3 separate regions of the Mus musculus genome follow, and regions 1 and 3 are each linked to region 2. A link is a contact called in public Hi-C and promoter capture Hi-C data. All regions are on one chromosome and are shown on one strand. The core of a region is the stretch at or near the end of the contact, and the rest is flanking DNA. Distances in the headings are between cores, read along the strand shown. Region 1 overlaps Kcnd2 (potassium voltage-gated channel, Shal-related family, member 2). Region 2 holds the start of Kcnd2 (potassium voltage-gated channel, Shal-related family, member 2). Region 3 has its middle 210 kb from the start of Gm38772.

What was found. Promoter capture Hi-C pulls out the DNA fragments that hold promoters and counts their contacts. Hi-C and Micro-C count contacts between places; a contact is called where the count stands out from the background.
Region 1: a contact with region 2 is called in a promoter capture Hi-C map of hippocampal neurons, with 17 times the contacts expected there. The contact joins the enhancer-like site here to the promoter of Kcnd2 in region 2. A contact is called at or near these places in 4 of 39 promoter capture datasets (the C10 cell line, cranial neural crest, hippocampal neurons and 1 more), 1 of 15 datasets of contacts at CTCF or cohesin (stem cell-derived epiblast-like cells), 35 of 484 Hi-C or Micro-C datasets (the HL-1 cell line, brain, cardiomyocytes and 17 more), 8 of 115 datasets of contacts at active chromatin or transcription factors (PVALB interneurons, VIP interneurons, embryonic forebrain and 4 more) and 1 of 9 other capture datasets (embryonic stem cells).
Region 3: a contact with region 2 is called in a Hi-C map of cerebellar granule neurons, with 4 times the contacts expected there. The contact joins the enhancer-like site here to the promoter of Kcnd2 in region 2. A contact is called at or near these places in 2 of 39 promoter capture datasets (hippocampal neurons and stem cell-derived epiblast-like cells), 3 of 484 Hi-C or Micro-C datasets (cerebellar granule neurons and cerebellum), 1 of 115 datasets of contacts at active chromatin or transcription factors (neural progenitor cells) and 1 of 9 other capture datasets (embryonic stem cells).

What each region holds. Positions count from the first base shown.
Region 1 is chr6:21,532,724-21,535,576 of GRCm38.p6, forward strand. The region is part of intron 1 of Kcnd2 (potassium voltage-gated channel, Shal-related family, member 2); the gene reads left to right. Among named protein-coding and RNA genes, the nearest start is that of Gm52855, 5.9 kb to the right of the region's middle. Within about 2 kb of position 1,473, at least 8 of the 459 cell types and tissues checked have an H3K27ac peak or open chromatin away from gene starts, as enhancers often do. A contact at or near this core is called in PVALB interneurons and hippocampal neurons, where this site is marked.
Region 2 is chr6:21,213,682-21,216,601 of GRCm38.p6, forward strand. It overlaps Kcnd2 (potassium voltage-gated channel, Shal-related family, member 2), which reads left to right and starts at 1,665. Exons shown (of 6, transcript NM_019697.4): 1 at 1,665-2,920. The coding sequence starts at 2,618.
Region 3 is chr6:20,756,016-20,759,134 of GRCm38.p6, forward strand. No RefSeq gene overlaps it. Among named protein-coding and RNA genes, the nearest start is that of Gm38772, 210 kb to the right of the region's middle. Within about 2 kb of position 1,451, at least 5 of the 459 cell types and tissues checked have an H3K27ac peak or open chromatin away from gene starts, as enhancers often do. A contact at or near this core is called in cerebellar granule neurons and cerebellum, where this site is marked.

The DNA.
Region 1 (2,853 bases), core at 223-2,722, 320 kb after region 2:
ATAAAAGCCTGAAACATTCTAAATGGTTAGTCGTCTTGAGCATTTCTTTTAAAATAATATTTAATGTTATTTCATGTGTGTAAGTGTTTTGCCTGCATATATATTGCTGCACCATGTGCACACAAGGGCTGAAAGAGGGCATTGGATTTTTAAATTTTTGTTACAGACAGTTGTGAGCTGCTATGTGTATGCTGAGAACTGAACCTTGGTTATCTGAAAGAAATACCCACTGAACCATCTCTCCAGTCAGGAACCTATGTGTTTCTACACTAAGAATGGTAACTCATGAAAAACTGTGAAAAGTGTGATAAATGAAGAAATATGTGATCCCTGCAGAGTAGTGGTATATTTCTCCTTATGGGACAAACACCTGATAGGGCAACTTTAGGGTAGAAGCATCTATTTTGATATATGCTTCAATAAGGGAAATAGTCCATCTCGGGAGGAAGGCATCTCAAAGAGGCACAAAGTCACAGTCACACTGCATCTGCAGTCAAGAAGTAACTTCTCAACTCAGCGAACTTCTTCCTTTTTAATCACTCTGGGATTGGAGCCCATGGGAAGGTGCCATCCTCATTCAGGATGGCTTTTAACATTCACAGTCCAACCCAGAAATGTGCTTCCTAGGTAAATCCACGTGTATTCAAGTTGGCAGTGAAGAGTATCCATCACTGGTCATAACCCAACGAAGACTTATTAAGATATATAAACAGTGATGAGTCTTGATGATGTCCTGTCTCAGAGATAAGGATGTTCCCATTCTGCTAGGGAATGGGAAGGTAATTGCACTTGAGAACCTTATTCCCTGGCAGTGTGGAAGTATCCAGGTCTAGGGACTGGAGAGCTGCTTCAGAGGGTAAAAGCATTTGCTACTCTTTTGGGGAATCCAGGTTCAGTTCCCAGCAAATGCATGATATCTCACAACTGTCTGTAACAAAAGATCCAGGTGATCCAATACCCTTTACTAGCCTCTGCAGGCAGTCATGTGCATGGTTATATATACACATACACACACACACACACAAACACACACACACATATGGAGACATGGCAATGCTAGGAAAAATAGAAACAATAGTTAATTATTTAAAATAAATTATAGGGTTCAAATATGTGATATGAAAATATGGCACTCTAATTTCCATGCTATTTCAAGATAATGCACTTAGAAGGTGTACAACAGACTCCCTCTTGATAGACACTCCCACTCTGCCCAGCCTCGTTAGAGACAAAGTTACTTAATGCATTGTTTCCCTTGTTGCAGCTACTGATGAGGCTGATAAATTCTCATCTTGATCCATTTCTAAATATAGAAATAGCTCACATCTGTTAGGAATGCTTTTAGGCCATCCTGTGAGCACAGAGATTAGATCACTGTGTAAATGAACATGATTCTCAAGATACTTATTGGATGAAGTGTGCTTTAAAGTGGTGGACTAGAATTATGCAGAAGAGAAACAGGGACTCCTAGCGTGCTTTACACCCAAATCATGAGGCACAGAGACAGCTATGAGTCAGTGTGGCATCCAAGGCAATGCTAATTTTCGGTCTCTCAAGGGAAACTTTTTGTGTAGCTTCTGTAAGCAAAGCTTATGCTATTCTAAGGTCATAACTTCTTACAGTATCTTGACCTTGCTGAGCACCTCAAACCCTGGAGAGCTAGATTATCATCCTTCATTTGGTGCTTGGTTACTATAACCACTAGGGCCTGTGTGCTTTTCTGCTGAGCTGGAAGAGGATTAGTCTTGGCCACAAATATGCAACAAATAACAAGGAATGAAGAGGTAATGCAAAGCAAATTAACTGGGCCTGATGCTGTTTTTTCTGCTCCCCCTAATCATTGTCATGCTGTCAAACTATAGGAAAGAGTGGTTTCAAACAATTTTTTCATCAGAATCACTGAGGGCAAAGGGGTCTATTAAACATGGATTTGTGAGATCCATCAAAGTTTCTACTTGTAGAGTTCTCAAACCTATACCTTGGCATTCCTTGGAGATGCTTATGTTTCTACTCTAGGCACTGTATGCTGTAGTCTTCAGTGTTAGAGAAAGACCCCAAATATCTATGGACTCATTGGTGGACAAAAGCTCAGCTAGCTGCTCTTTCTTCTGCTGCTGCTTCCTATCCACCAAATTCCATCTTCCCTTCTTTGGCTGTAGACAGGGTCTTTTCCATGTCTTCTCATCTCCTGTTCCTATCCTCAGGATAGGTAAGTGAAGGGATGGAGAGTCAAAAATCTGCACCCACCCAGAGAGCTAGATCTTCTGACTCTCACCAGGACAGTTGAGCCCAACACTGCCAGTATCTGCTGACCCCTAGTGGCTGAGTATACAATGGGTTCCTTTTTCTTTTCACAAAAAATTATACGGTGAGTATTGGGTTTGGGGGTGATTATTATAGAGAATTACTCAATGACCATATTATTCAATTTTAGAAAAAGCTGACAGTGCCTTTATTACTTTTTCCATTTTATGGGGAAATAAACAATTGGGTGTAAAGTCTTCTACTCTATGCAAATCAGGTCAATTTGGTCAGCACGTTACAAATTCAGCATATAGATTTTTATAAACTCCAACGGTTTGCTCTGGATTTAGTTTTTAGCATGTGAAAGCTCAACATATGGGCCCAAATGCTGCTCCATACATGGGAGGTCTGGACAGAGAAAGAGGTAATATAATCATAACATGGTCTCAAAAAATGAGTATTTCTAAGTGGGCTGTCGGTAGTTCCAGAAAGGTTCATTGCAAAGCATATGTAAAAGGGTATACTTTGTTAATCCAGTGTAGAGATGATAGTAAATCCAGAGAGCATTGAAGTCTGCTTCAGCTTCCAAGTGAGATGCTCAATACCCCA
Region 2 (2,920 bases), core at 415-2,914:
TTATGTAGAAGTCAGTCTGCTCTTTCTAGTGAACTCCACTTTTCAATGGTCTTAATGGTTTTGTTGATCATGCTTTGGTACTTCACATGTAATTTTTCAAAGACATTTCAATAGGAAACTCTGTACATCATATTCCATGTCCATCAGAATGCAGTCTGAAGCCTGAACAACGCGTGACATATAAACACTGAAAAGGTGGGTGGTCGCAGGAAATTTAAAGATGTTTACGTGATCAGATTCTCTGTTGAATCAGTAAATTTTTCTGATCCTTTGCCTTTCTAAAGCGGCAACCTTGGATGTAAATTTAACTTCTCGCCACTCCCGCCATCTAGTGGCCATGGTTGTTAAAAGCTTGGTTTTAAGGAAGACACTTAATGACTGGGGGCGGGGTACACGAAGACCAAAATCGGTTGGCCACTACAATTTTCCTGTCTCTCCTCACATCACTCACCCTTCACCCGGGCACCTTTTCTTTCTTCGGTCATTTTAGATATGGGCAGGGATGCGCAAAGGGCATGAAGAGACACACACTCTAAGAGACTCACGCCCCTGCACACTGACATTTAGAAAAGGGTCTAAATTCTCCTGTCATTTGCAAAGGACAGGGGGAAAGGAGTTGTGGCAAGACCTAACCAGAGGAGATTTGTGTGACTTTTCCAGCAAGTTGGACGGGTAATATATTAGCCTTAGTAACATTAATATCTGTTTTGAACATACATAATTTAAAAAAATAAATAAAGGAACGTGGGAGAGTCACTTAAAAATTCTGTCGCGGAGCTTTGCAGGTTCTGCGACCCAGTCGCCCCCCAAAGGCAACCAATTCCTTCGCGTTCCGCTCTGTTCACCCTCCTTTCCAGCTTTTCTCGAATCTTTTTTTTTTCCTTGCCCCCCTTTCCCACGCTCATCTGGAACCGGGGCTCCGGAGGCAGCAGTAAGCCACCGGTCCCCTTCCTCCTCTCTTCCATCAAACAGCCGCGGCCGAGTGCCTTGAAGCTTCCCTTTGTTCATCCAAGGCTCGCTCATCCCCGGGGTAGAACCACCTGGATGCTCTCGCTTGGTGACATTTGGCGTCGAGGCTGGTGGGTGGCTAGGGTGGAGCGAGAGGAGCCCGAGGGGGCGGGGGCGGAGAAAGGTCAAGGCGAGGGAAAGGCAGGAGACGCCTTTGCCTAACCTGCGTGGCGGGGCTTGCGTGCGGCTCTCGCTCTCTTCCCAGCTTATTTATCGATCGCACCGGCAGAGCTGCGCGCGGTGCTCGGGGGAGATGCGGGACCACCCACTGGCGGGGAAGCAGCGAGCGGCCCTCTCGCGCCCCCGCGCCGCCGAGCGCCTCCTGCCTCCGCGCCCGGACGCCAGCCCGCTCCCGCCTCGGTCCCGGCCCCACGCCGCCACCGCCCGCCCCGCAGCCCCGCAACCCCGCAGTCCCGGCGCCCCGCAGCCCCGCAGCGCCCCGACCCCGGGGACGCCGGCCGCGCAGTAAGTTGGCAGGAGCGAGTGGCCTGGGCGGCTCGCCTCCCCCGCACCTTTTTGAACTTGTTGCTGTTGGCTCTGCTCGCCTGCGCCTGGCTTTTGGGAAGGTGACAAGGAGGAGGGAGGCACGGAGGGTGGGGGAAGGGGACGGAGAGCTCGCCAGAGCTTTATTTATGCTCCCCGGGAGCCTGGGATCTGGCTGCTCGGGAGCCGCTGGCTCTGCCTTTCCCTTTCCGGGTACAAGGCGACAGCAAAGTCTCTATGCAACTCAGCCCCGGTGCGCACTTTGCCAGGTATGTACCGCGGGCGAGGCGCGTTCTGCGCGGAGGCAGATGCTGCTGCCGCCACGGCGGCGGCGGCTGCCAGCTCCCAGGCTCTATAACTGTCACACTGCACCTGAGCTGAACTTGAACAGAGAGTGAAAGGGCCCATCGGGCAAACGCTCTCGGCTAGCGCAGAGGGTGTCAGTCGTCGTTGTGGGGGGGAGAAAGAGCTCTAGACCGACGCCCCCCGCCGCGAGCCCTGCACTTCACCTCCATCTCTGCAAGCGCAGCGTGAGTACAGGCGGCCAGCGGACTCCAAGGGACGCGGGACAGCGGCTGTGACCGCATCTCCGGAGCTACAACAACAGGTCGTCTTTTTGAGACGCCTTTGGCGGGAAGGACCACTTCAGCAAAAGGGGAAGGTGAAAGGGTTCTTTCTTTTAAGAGACTACCACTGACTGGTTGACTTTCCCTGTTTCCTCTCTCCTGCTCTATATACCGACCCCATATCTACCAGACTGTATCAGGGGAGAAGCGAAGACACCTGTTTGAAGCCAGGCTGTCTCCGAAGTCACCTGTACGTTTACATGTGCCAGGACCTGCCCTGGTCCAACTGTTGGCAGAGATTTGTTTAGGCTTTATGGAGAGAGATTTTTAGGTCACTGTATTTTTTTTTTCTTAGTATTCCAAATACTTCTGTGAGGGAAACCTGACCTTCTTGAGTACTGTGACTTGACCTGCGCCACCTTGGAATAATCGTGTTCCTGTGAGCAGTGTCCCCCCAGTGTTTTGCCTGAGGTGAAGAAGTGGGGGGCACTTTCTTACTTTCATTGTGTTATTTTGGGTGACCCCCCTGCTCACTCTCGTGACCTCCACTTCCAGACAACATGGCAGCCGGTGTTGCAGCATGGCTGCCCTTTGCCAGGGCAGCCGCCATTGGGTGGATGCCTGTTGCTTCGGGGCCTATGCCTGCGCCCCCAAGACAGGAGAGAAAAAGGACTCAGGACGCTCTGATAGTGCTGAACGTGAGTGGCACCCGTTTCCAGACATGGCAAGACACCCTGGAACGATACCCAGACACTCTGCTGGGTAGTTCTGAGAGAGACTTTTTCTACCACCCAGAGACCCAACAATACTTCTTTGACCGTGACCCGGACATCTTCCGCCACATCCTCAACTTCTACCGCACG
Region 3 (3,119 bases), core at 201-2,700, 460 kb before region 2:
AATAAAACATTTTAAGTAGTTTTAAAACACAATAGAGAACATATCCATAGATATTTTAATGTTTTATTTTCATTAGGGCCCAATGTTCAAGACTGCAACAGGGAATTAGTTTTAAATTTTGGTCCTATTCCAGTGGTTTCTGCTTCCCTCTACAGTTGTTTGTTTTTCATACATATATGTCATGGCAGTTAATATGTTTTAAAAATATAAATCATGCTAATATCAGCAACTGAATTGATCTGGTGCTATAAAATATTCATCTTCTAAATTGTACTTATTATTTGGATTTCTAATATTGAGTATATGTTGGACAAAAAAAAATCACATTTTCCCTTTCCCTTATACATTGAGATATGTGTTTACAGAAAATATATCTGACAGCAGAGTACTGTAGAATAGATGACTACTCATAGCTTGAGGGTAGATTCCAGTGGAAACTGCTTCCTATCCCGACACGTATAATATTACATGATAAGGCATGCTATTTAAATTTCTGACAACATTACTAAGATCCATGAAAAAATTATATGTTATTTTTTTTAACAAAAACTAGTTAAAAGAATTTTAGGCAATCTATAATTTACGTGTTGAAATGTTTGTCATGCTTTAGTTTTAAAGTCTCAAAAAGTAATGGTGCTTACAATATGACTTCTGTATATTAATAAAAATAATTATATTTAGGTTCTCCTACTATAGATTATCTAAACAAAAAATAGTGTCATCTAGTTAAACCCCTGAATCATATTTTTAAAAATGTGAACTAACAAAAGATAGTAGGATGATTAGAGGAAGAACTAGAATTAGAAACCAGCTCAGTGAATAGTATTTTCTTTTGATTTATTTAAAAATAACAACTGGGTCATTCTGCAATTAAACTCACTTGGTGGAAAAGGCATTCAAAAGAAAATAAATAAACGCTTAGATAACATATGAGTCTATAACAATCAATTATCTTCATTTGTTTAAACCTTATTTTAATCCATATGCCATAATTGCAATCCTCGTGGTCTGAAACTTTATTTGGCAGGCTGCTTATCATTATTACGAATGTTTCTAAAGGATGGCCAGGTCATTTTGCCATCAATATTATGCTCGTAATAGATAAACTGACGTTATGTGTTCTGGTAAAAAACATGATCTCTCCTTAGTTACACTAAAGATACTTTGGTTGGCACACAAGACAGCACGGTGTCACCTCAGGAACTCGGAGGTCACAGTGCCATTGTTATCTTTTATAAAGCAATATATAATTTATCTACTTCATCCAACAAGATATAAGTATTAAAGTACTTAGTAAGTTTCTGAAATGTTTGAATATTTAGACAAGAATAGCATATGCTAGGCTAAAAATAAAGGCTATTAATAAAAGCCTTTATGCAGTATTGCTGTCATCAAATCCATCTGTCCCTGTGAGAACTCAGCATGTTCACAGCTACTGCCAAGAGAGCTGCCCTGTGTAGCAAGGACTTTAAATGACCTATCCACTCATGACTACAGCCATTTCTTTCTATTCACCAGTTAAATGACTGTGAGCTAACAGATATGATACTTCTCTTTGAATCTAGTGACATCCTTTCCAGTCCAATTCAACTCCAATAGGCTTCTTGTCAGCCTTGGGAATATTTATTCAACTAGTTTCAGCTGCCTTTTGTAAAATATGATTCAAATTCATTTTTAGTCTAAGTTGTTTATGGAACAAGTACGAAGTGATCAATTTTTCAACAATTATATAATTACATATTCATTTTAGCAATATGAAAAATAGACCCAGTGAAAGAAATGATATACTGAGACCATTCAGTGTGTGCTTCTTGTCATGAATGAAACTTCTATATATTGATTCATAGGTCTTCACAGATGAAATATTCATGTAATTTAGTACTCTTTTTTATCCAAACTGGCCCATTCTATTATTGGCTTTAGTAATTATAACTTGTGCCACCATGAATTAAAATATTCTTTCTTACTGTACCTATGTTATCCATCAGCCTTAATTTTCACAGAATAAAGCTAAATATTTTTTATTTAATTTGATTAAAAATACATATTAAAAGCTACCTATATTGTAGAGATATGTATAATACAAAGATACTTTAAATAGTAATACATAAGAGACAAATTTAAACCTCAAACATTACAATAAGATGGCTTATGCCCTATATAGAGGCAGAAATTTAGGGTAGGGAGGAAAACGAGTGGTACCTAAGTGAACCTAAAAGGGCTAAAGGAGAATGGAAACTAGGGTGCATGTCTGCCATGAGTCGTCACAGATAAAAGGTTAGGAAGGAGATTCTAACGAATAAAAATGGTTGCAAAGGCAGCAGTCTCATTACATTCAAAAGCACTGACACGTTCTTTTACATTTTAACTTACATTTTCTAAAGATTACGAATCACATATATCTGTCCTTACCTTACAATGCTTGACATAAAATAAATTTACTACTAATATATTATCACTTTTATCTAGAATTTGAAACAAGGAGTTAAATGTTATTTGATATTCTGTTAGTCATATTCAATACTTACTTGTTTTAAGGTGAATTCTCACTATGTAGTACATGATGGCTTTTAATTCATGATCTTCCAATCTTACTGTGTTAAGTTCTGATGGCTGGAGTGATGAGAAGGCCTAACCCCACTCTGCAGAGAATATTTTTTATGTCTTTTATTTACTTTGATACTTTGGTATTTCAATTTATGGACACGTACAAATCAAAATATGAATGACTAAGGAGAAGAAATGTACGGAGATTAATGGAAGAAAATTTAAGTAGAGTAATAGAAGGAAAATTGTATGGAAGCTTTGAAATGATCAGGACACATCTCTGTGTGCTAAAGGTGCATTCAATTTCCAACAAAAAAGAAGCTCAAAGTTTTTATTGACTGTAATTTTATCACAGAATAATTCTGTTCATCAAATTGCTCTCCCAAAATAAGAGATCCTTTTAAGATACATATAATTTAAAATGGTTCATATTCTAAATAATTTTATGAATATGAGAACTTAATTAGAAAATAGTTTGTGAAATTTCCACAAATATAATGTTGTACAGGCCTCACGCAGAAGCATCAAAGTGACTAATCAAACACTCTGTAAAGTGAAACACACAAACATAC